2 separate regions of the Gasterosteus aculeatus genome follow, and region 2 is linked to region 1. The links are chromatin contacts, called in public Hi-C maps. All regions are on one chromosome and are shown on one strand. Each heading gives the region's core, a stretch centred on a gene start, on an enhancer-like site or on the middle of the called end of the contact. The rest is flanking DNA. Distances are from core to core; before and after follow the strand shown. Region 1 has its middle 8.8 kb from the start of slc12a2. Region 2 overlaps slc12a2 (solute carrier family 12 member 2).

The links. Hi-C and Micro-C count contacts between places; a contact is called where the count stands out from the background.
Region 2: a Hi-C map of tail fin shows a contact between it and region 1, with 2.4 times the contacts expected there. The contact joins two enhancer-like sites. A contact is called at or near these places in 4 of 6 Hi-C or Micro-C datasets (skeletal muscle, tail fin and whole body).

What each region holds. Positions count from the first base shown.
Region 1 is chr14:16,312,632-16,317,508 of fGasAcu3.hap1.1, forward strand. No RefSeq gene overlaps it. Among protein-coding and RNA genes, the nearest start is that of slc12a2, 8.8 kb to the right of the region's middle. Within about 2 kb of position 2,315, at least 1 of the 9 cell types and tissues checked has open chromatin away from gene starts, as enhancers often do.
Region 2 is chr14:16,355,064-16,359,940 of fGasAcu3.hap1.1, forward strand. slc12a2 (solute carrier family 12 member 2) reads left to right here. Exons shown (of 26, transcript XM_040197034.2): 21 at 511-633; 22 at 1,517-1,628; 23 at 2,919-3,005; 24 at 3,701-3,836; 25 at 4,012-4,079. Among protein-coding and RNA genes, the nearest start is that of minar2, 11 kb to the right of the region's middle. Within about 2 kb of position 2,843, at least 3 of the 9 cell types and tissues checked have open chromatin away from gene starts, as enhancers often do.

The sequences.
Region 1 (4,877 bases), core at 1,065-3,564:
TTATTCACACAAATATATATATACATATATATTAGAGGTTTTATACTTTCAGGAAAAGAGCCTGGAAGAAATTCAAATCAGAGAGTAAAAAGTATTAAATAAATACCGTCAATTGTAAATCCTATTGTTTGACGTTGTCATGGTGACGTGGATGTGGCAGCAAAGTGCCGTCCAGTTCATATTTATACATATGATCAACTGTCTCCGGTGTTCACTGACATCTTCAACACCTCCCTGGAGACATGCCACGTACCAGCCTGCTTCAAGGCCTCCACCATCATCCCTCAGCCTCCCGGACCATCAGCACCGGTTCCCCCCAAGGCTGCGTTCTTTCCCCTCTGCTCTTCTCTCTGTACACCAACAGCTGCACCTCCAGTCACCAGTCCGTGAAGTTTGCGGATGACACCACCCTCATTGGACTGATCTCTGGTGGGGACGAGTCCGCCTACAGGTGGAGTCTGACCATCTGGTGTCGTGGTGCAGCCAGAACAACCTGGAGCTCAACGCTCTAAAGCAGTGGTCTTCAATTCAGGTGCGGGCCAGATGCAGCCCACCTCGACCGAACGCGGACCAGACCATTTTACGGACGACGGGGCGGTTGCCGCTGACGGTCCGACCGGCGAACAGTGCGGTCGACGTGGGGAGGAACAGAGCCCCACCCTCCCCCATCACCCTGTGTGACTCCCCCGTCACTATTGTGGACTCCTTCCGTTTCCTGGGCTCCATCATCACCCAGGACCTCAAGTGGGAGCTGAACATCAGCCCCTCTCACCCTGGGCAAAACCTGTTTGTGCCCCTTCCATCTGGCAGGAGGCTGAGGTCCATCAGGACTAAGACCTCCCGCCACACCAACAGCTTCTTCCCGTCGGCAGTCGGGCTCATCAACAGAGCCGGTCCCCCACTGACTGACTCTGACATCCCACCGGTCACTCTCCTTCACACTGCACATGCACACACACTTATCAGTATGGTTATCGCTTGTGCACTTTATTTTTAACATGTTATTTGTAACTTTTATTTTTTATTTAAATTCCTTCTTATCCGTTATTTTTAAATTGGCTATTCTATATCTCACTAGCCTATAGCCTTATATTTTATTCCATAGAGTTAAATTGTAAATTTATAAATTGAACATGCCATTTTCTTGCACTATGTTGTCTTATCTGTCTTGTTGTCCATTGTCTTACTGTCTGCTGTTATGCACCAACCGCCATGTCAAATTTTTCCTGATATTTACACTATTTAAAGGCCTCACAGGCGCTCACACTTCGCCAGTTCAGTCCCTGAGGGGTCAGAGGTCAGGGGGGCGATTGGGATTGGGCCAAATTAGACCTTCCTCAACAGCATTGCCTTCAAGAGATGTAGAATTGTGAATCAACACTTTGACAACAACATTTTCACTTGTTTAGTCGTTAGTCGCACTTTGAGAATGTTTAATCACACAAAATAAAACACATTACGGTACCTTAATGCATATACTGTATATATATATATATATGAGATATTTTCAGCTGTATTTTGGGTGGTTGCTGATGTGCCTTTGGGGCTGGAGAATGAGTGCCGACCAGCCCTTCATAGATCAGACATCAGGACTCCTGATCTCAACCACACCAACCATGTAGAAAAGTCTACCCACCCACACATTTACATTTGCACTAACAGGCAAACACACACCCATCGGCCTGCTGAAGGAAAACACCCACAGCCAGAGGGTTTAAATTGTTTTAGCCGTTCCAAATATCCACAGATATGAGAATAACGGCACACACAATCAGACAAATGTGTGAAGAATGAAGAAAAATGATGTTGACAAGTTGAAACTATTCAAAGTTCCCAGCCAGCATCTCTAGGACTTGAGGACATTGGAGTCTTTGCCCCAAACTCGTCCTGCTGTGTGTGAGCCACGTATTAGAATTTGATGTTCCCCTCAGCAGTTAGTTCACATATGCAGCATGCGTTTTCACGAGAAGCATTGCATGTTAACTCTCTGGAGGGGGGCTTCCTCCCCGGGGGGCCTCGGTGCTAATAGTGTGGCGCCGTTGTGAGAGGTCGTAGCGACAGTAGAGGCTCATACGGTTGTGTACAGCTTCGGGTCTCAGGTCATGTCTGTGCAAGTCACTGCTCTACTGTGGTCTGGATTCTTATCTGGGAACGCTGCTTTTATGCTGCTCGGTTGGGACCATAAAGGGGGCTAAGAGAGGAGATGATTGTGATCTCAGTGTGTGTGTGTGTGCAGTCTAACATACATTCACTGTGTGTATATTTAACCTTGATGGCTCTGGAGGATCAATTAACTGTCACAATTAATGTGTATTAACCTGTAAATATTCTGTTGCGGTGCAATGTACAATGCGGTATACTGCGTCATCTGGTTCACTATGTATAAACATAATTTCACCTTCACCCTGTTTGTGATGGCAACCCACTTGTTTGATGTTTGGTAGAGCGTCTGCTCAAAGGTGTGACGCGTCGGGTTGATCAGCAAGGACACGGCTTGATGTCAATGAAACACCGGAGACACGAGTATCAGAGGTCTGTGATCGTTATTCTAAAAAGTAGAATAAGAATTAGTGTGATTGCGTCTTCCTGTGATTGTCAGAAGGAATTAAAAAGTATCCATTTGTATGTCTGGTGTTTAACCTTCTTCCTCTGAAGAGAAAGCAAAGTAACAAAGGACACATTGTTTTGTCTCTCCGCAGTCACCTTGCAGGGACGCAGCCGTGTCCACATGTGAGTAGGCGGAGGGACCTTGTCCTCAGTGGAAGTCACAGTACCCTGTTAACTGAAAGGCCAGCGATATGGTCAAAACAAACCAGCCACGGATGATACACAAACTGCACCTCAGCACTACGAAGTTCAAATGACATCGGTCATCCTTCCAACTGCTGGCCTGAAATCAATGTTTTCATTTCAAAATACGTATAACACTTGAAAATGGCTGTTCGTTATTTCACGAGAGACATCTCATCCCCCTCAAGTATCTGACAGCGACAGAGAGAATGACCACAGAAAGACCGAAAGTGACGTAAAACTACCACAGAGAGATGTGAGTGACTGCAAAGGGATCCGAAACGACCACCAAGTGATCCAAGATGACCAAATGACTATAAAAAGAATCAAAACAGCCGTAGGCAAATCCAAACCACCAACAAAGAAGACACAGAATGACAGAAAAGAGATCTGAAACGACCACAAACACATTCGAAACCACCGCAAAGAGACACAAAATGACAAAAAGAGGAGTAAGATGTCTGTAAACAGATGGAAAATGACCTCAGGGCCAAAAAAATAACAAGTACAAGATCCAAAACGATGATGAAGAGAAACAACAGCAAAGGGACCTGATATGACAACATGGGACCCAACGTGACGATGTCATGCAGAACAGAGATAAACAATAAACACAGAGACACAAGTCGGTGATGTGTGGGAGGGAGTTAATGTAAAGTGTGTGCTCATACCTTCATCTAAACAAATATCCTCTTTCCCACTCAGGTGTTTCCTCACCTGGACATGGCTCTTTATTAATAGAGTGAACCTGGTGGTTTATGTTTAAGTCCTTGTTTAATTGTAGTAGGTTACAGAAAAGAGGCTGTTTATATTTCCTGAGCCCTGCTGGAAACCTTCCCGGGTTACGTGGTAATTTAACACGCCTGTGCAGACTGACGCTGAAGGTCAGCTGGAGCTCAGTACGACACATTCTGGCTGGTTCGGGTGACCCAGCGGGGGTCCGTGTGGAGACGTGTGAGATTTGGAGCACTAAACTCATCTCCTCTGGTCCTTGTTGTATAGTGTGTGGTTCTCCTGTCATCAGTGTATGAATGGGTGTGAATGGGTGAATGATGTCGTGTAGTGTTAAAGCGCTTTGAGTGGTCAGAAGACTAGAAAAGCGCTATACAAGTACAGGCCATTTACAGGCCATTACTTGTTGGCAGGGAGTCGGTATGTGTTGCCATGGCAGCGGCTCCCCGGCCCTTTGGGAGCTGAGGGTTCAGCGTGGCGGTCCCTGTGCCGACCTTGTGGTGGCCAAAGGACATTTCCCGATGTGGGGTAGGTAGTCCTTGAGGGCTGTAACATATTTGACAGTGACCTTCTTCAAGGGCATCTCTTCTTTTAGATGTTTGAGGGGCTCCACTTCCTGTGCCGTCCTTAGTCCGGACCCGGCACAGGACTGGTGAGCTTCTGATTGCGTGAACACAGGAGACGGGCTGAATGGACACATCATTCCACCCTGAGGAACATCGTAGCTTTGTAGCATGAGCTTTCGTGAGGCCAGTCTTTCTTGCCGTTCTCCCTAAGCTCCGCCCACCGCCGGGTTACTGCTTTGACAACAATCACAGGCCGACCGAGCCCGAAAGGCCTCCTTCTTCAGCTGGGCTCCAACCTCCAGCAGGTTTGTTGGTGGCCATGACAGGGGCCACCCAACTCTGAGCAGTCGTCTTCGCGATGGAGGCTTAAATCACGGCCCATGTGGGCTCCACTTCCTCCACCGGCCCCTGGATGCACGATACCTTCTTCCAGAGGGGGACAGGGCCCCCAGCTAGGCCTGTGTGCATTCAGGTATATCACTGAATGTGGAAGAGATGGGGATACAATGCCATATTTCAGTACCCAGTGGTATTACTCAATCCTCCCCTTAGCAACTCAACTGAATACTTTTTTTCTGATGCATTTCCATTTAATTAGAATAATTTGCATTTACAGTTTTCCTTCTTCCCTTTTCATTTGATTCCCTTGGGCCACTTTGGAGGTGAGAAAATTGTTGACGCCCCAACAAAATTGTGCATTTTGAATTTTGATTGAAATAACAATCAAACATCTTTGCTTTTTTCAAATGATGGAATAAAAAATGCAATAACTTTCAAGTAAACCAGATT
Region 2 (4,877 bases), core at 1,593-4,092, 43 kb after region 1:
ACCGTCAGATAGAACCACCGTCACATAGAACCACCGTCACATAGAACCACCGTCAGATAGGACCACCGTCAGATAGGACCACCGTCAGATAGGACCACCGTCACATAGAGCCTCCGTCACATAGAGCCTCCGTCACATAGAAGCACCGTCAGATAGAACCACCGTCAGATAGAACCACCGTCAGATAGAACCTAAAGCCTAAAACCTCGTTGTACCTGAAGCCGAGTCGATCTTAAAACCTCCTTGAATAGAAAATGTGCCAAGTTGAAGCCGAAATAAATAAGCCGCAAAACTCGTATAAATATAAATGTTGCGGGGAAACACCGATCAGTACTGCCCGATGACTTTGCTTCCTGTCTTTATTAACGTTGTGCGCCGTGTTGCTGAGCGCTCGCATCAAACCGACGCTCCATGAGCTACACACGGACGTGTACTTCCTGTCCCACCCTCGGGACTCCTCGCAACGCCCCGGCCCGCCTCAATGCTCCCGTTGTGTGTTTGTGCGCGCAGACAAGAAGAGCCCCAGCGTCCCGCTGAACGTGTCCGACCAGCGGCTGCTGGAGGCCAGCCAGCAGTTCCTGAAGAAGCAAGGGAAGGGCACGGTGGACGTGTGGTGGCTGTTTGACGACGGAGGTGGGTCACCCAGTAGACCGGTCCTGGTCCACGCTGCTCTGAGAGCCGAGCGGCCGTGTTTGTACATGCAGGAGAGCGAGCGTCGCCCTCCTGTTGCCTCTCTGGCGGTTCTGTCGGCAGGTAGTGGAGACGCCGCACTGCTCCGTTCATGGTCACAACATGAATGATGATGTCATCTGTATCCCTAAAAGTAAATGCAAAAAAATCCAAACTCCCACTGAAATGTGCTTTTAGCAAATGAGGCGGCACAATTTGTTCTGTGTTGGGGGGAGATTTGGGGGTAGGAAGTCAATTTGAACTGAGTGGATAAAAAGAATGATTTAGAATGAGGCCAATTCAGCCTTGGTGTGATTAGGACGTATAATGACAACAAGAAAAGCCATAAATGCACCAGACTGATGACTTTAACTGTTCATCATTTAATAAACTATCTATGATGCATTTGCTATCTGGAGATGTGTGCTGAACCCTTTCTTCTCCATTGATTATTTATTCTATTATTTATTTCATTTCTGAAGCCACTATCAGTCGAGCGCCATTTGGGTGGCTGCTGTCAACGGGTCAGCTGTAAGACGGCGATCAATCCCCCGCTGTGCGGAAGCTCGGATCCATTAGCGAGGTGTCGATCGGGCCAACGCGTTGACACGACTCACTCTGACACACTGTCAGCAGTGTGTAAAGATGTGACCAGAGGCGCGGCTGGTGTATTCACGACCGTGTGGCATCTGCCGCTTCCTATGCGGCACGTCGCCGCCGCGTCCCCAATGGCAGCCGGCGTGGACACGCGTCGCTCAGGCAAAGTGGCTTCTGGGGCGTCGGCAGGTGTTGATGGTGTCGATGTGGCAGAAGGCCGGCGATGACCAGCTGTTTGTTTCCCGTCCAGGTCTGACCCTGCTCATCCCCTACCTGCTGACCAACAAGAAGAGGTGGAAGGACTGCAAGATCCGCGTCTTCATCGGCGGCAAGATCAACAGGATCGATCACGACCGCCGAGCGTGAGTGCAGCCATGATGAAGATGACGATGATACTGACAACTACAGAATGTCTTTAAACGCCAAAGAAAGCGTTATATCGTCATAATGATGTAAATAATAAGGCCCCTCCCACCCAAAATTGCCCGTTAAAATTTCTAGCAAACAGCCGGTGTTCTTTTTGGAGTTTAAAATGAGGACATTTTCCATGTGCCACATTAGCATGACGGCTAATTCCCCGAGTGAACGGGCAAAGACGGGAACAGTGTTGCCGGGTTGGTCTCTCGACCAATCGGTGGAGCAGCTAAAGATGCAGTGAACATCCTGTCCGCTTTGAGCCTGTATCCCCTCGGTTAAGTCTCAATAGGAACATCATGTGCGACCACAAGCTTCCTTGTTGTTTTAGGGAGAAGCTTTTCCCATCGACTGGTCGCCACGAAGTAGGTCCACCCAAACTTCTACTCAGAGCCATTAATGCATCATTAGTTTGCTCATGGGTCATGGTATTGATATCTTGGGTTGAGCTGCATGCTTCCGACCAATTACGAGGAGGACAAACGCGGGCACAATGGCGCCTGCCGTGGCCGCCCTGTTGACCTCAGTCGACGTGGCACCAGTGCTCTGTCTCTGCGGCGGTGACCGTCCATCCGCCCATTTCTCTTTGCTTATCTGGGGTCGGGTCGCGGCGGCAGCAGGTCGACCCGGACTCAGTGTGGGATGCCGAGGCGCTCCCAGACCAGCTGGGATATGAACTCTGTCTCCTGGGTCCTCAGTGAGCCCCCCCCTCCCCCTGTCTCTCATTGTCCCCTACAGCTGTTGGATAAAATGAGCTTGGCGCTAGCGGCCCACCTTTAGTCCCTGTGTGCACCCTGAAATCCCCTTTTTGTTTACTGTAAAATCCCACTTTCCCTTTAAGCTCGTCCAACTAGAAAATACTCACATGACAGCAGTTATTTAGTAATTCACTTCACTTCAAAGGATCACTTCACCCAAATTTCAGCCCACTAAAACATGATTTGCCTCTGCAACGCTCACTTTCAGCAGCAAACGAAAGATAAATATCTGATTTGGCTAAAATCCCCCTCATGCACTTCTAGAATAAGTGTTCTGTGCTTCTTTGAAGCTGAAGGAAATGAAAGGCATAGAAGGAGTAGCACGGCGCTCCCAGTAAAGCCTGTCCCGCCTGCCTCCGGCCCCGCCGACCCCCCCGTGTTCAAACCGGTTATTCAAAGCGCCTCCAGGACGACTCGCTGCTCTTATCTCAGCAGCCCGCTGGCGGCTTCCAGTAAGCTCTTGTTTTGCTTCCTCTGCAGGATGGCCACTCTGCTGAGCAAGTTCAGGATCGACTTCTCCGACATCAACGTGCTGGGAGACATCAACACCAAGCCCAAGAAGGAGCAGTAAGTCCGCCGCCGGAAGTGATTGACGGAGACTCGTGCAGCGCCTCTCCCCCCTTCAGAGACGCCTCTCCCCCCTTCAGAGACGCCTCTCCCCCCTTCAGAGACGCCTCTCCCCCCTTCAGAGACGCCTCTCCCCCCTTCAGAGACGCCTCTCCCCCCTTCAGAGACGCCTCTCCCCCCTCCAGAGACGCCTCTCCCCCCTCCAGAGACGCCTCTCCCCCCTCCAGAGACGCCTCTCGCAGGAGCTCCCCACAAAACAAATGCAAACACACCTTAAATGTCCGAATCATTTCCCGTTTAGTACACAAGCTCAATATATTTATGAGTTGATGTGCAGAACGCAGCTGAACACAGAATATTCCAATGAAGCGAGTGCGTGTGTGGTTTCCTCTGGTTCGTGGTTCAGAACCTCTTCTCCTCTTAACTGAACCGTGATCGCAGTATTTCGCCGTCTTATTCTGGAGCCGCTCCCAGTCAGTCTGCGTCTGATTGCCACGTAGCCACGATTACACTTGATAGTTACTTTGAATGAGCACTCTGCTGGTATTGCAACCGATGGCAAAGATTGATAAAACTATAATTTAACAATTAAGCCCCAGCATTGTCATTCCCAAGACCACACACCACCACTGCAGAGCTTCTGTCGTTGTCCTTCATGGCTTAAACCGCGCTAACCGCCCGCCGTCCCTGTGCAGCGTGTCGGCCTTCGAGGAGATGATCGAGCCGTATCGGCTGAAGGAAGACGACATGGAGCAGGAGGCGGCCGAGAGGCTGAAGGACAGCGAGCCCTGGAGGATCACCGACAACGAGCTGGAGCTGTACCGCGCCAAGGTCAGTGGCCTCCCTCCTCCTGCCCCACTTTACCCGTGATGAATGAAGGCCTCGGGCAGACGTTGGAGCTGTTCATTGAGGCACCGTGTCCCTGTTGGCGTCGTGTACCTGAGATGCTGCTCGTCTGCTAAGCTGATGCCTGAATGCTTCAACCTGTATCTGTTTTGCTCCTCAGACTAATCGTCAGATCCGACTCAACGAGCTGCTGAAGGAGCACTCGAGCACCGCCAACCTCATTGTCATGTAAGCTCCTCTCCCCCCCCGTGTGTGTTTGTCGGTTTCGTAGAATAACACAGTTGGCCGTAGTGATATTTTCCACCACATCGGTTGTGTACTGACATGTTGGATGAGTCACCTCTGGAATGCAAGTGTTGGTTTCCTTCTCTTTGCATCACGGAGTCATTTTCTGTGGGACCGCATAAGTGTCGCCCCCCCCACCCTACCCCCCCCCTCCCCCCTCGGCTGTGTCTGACATACGGTGCACCCGGGCCGTCCTGTGTGCAGTCGCCATGTCGCCCCCCCTCCCTGCGTAGGTCTCCCCCCCCCAGACTCCCCCCCCCACAGTCCAAGAACGCAGCCGCTGCATTACTCTTATCACCCGTGGGTGTTTCATCCCCACTGACTGAGGCACATTCGATTGTCAGAGGAAGAGGAAGAAGAGAGGAAGGTCAGGGGTCAGGCTTTAAGAGCTCTGCTGCCCCCTTGTGTCCACGCAGCACATTGCATTCTGCAGAGTTGGATACAGCAGTTTGTGTGGCTTTTCACCACCAGCTGGAGTTGGTTATTTGCATTCTTATGTCGTATACACGGCTGTACAATCAAGAGAATTCTTCCTGCACGGATTATTCGTTCAACCGATGGATTTGTGACTAGTTTAGCTCTTAAAAAATCAACTTCCCGTGTCGTTTTTAATTCACACCGCTGACAAACAGCCCTCCAGTCCGCGTGGAAGCAGACGGAGATCCGCCCTCTTTGATTGGCGCCTCCCAAGCTGACCCAACCGACTGTGTGTGTGTGTGTGTGTGTGTGTGTGTGTGTTGC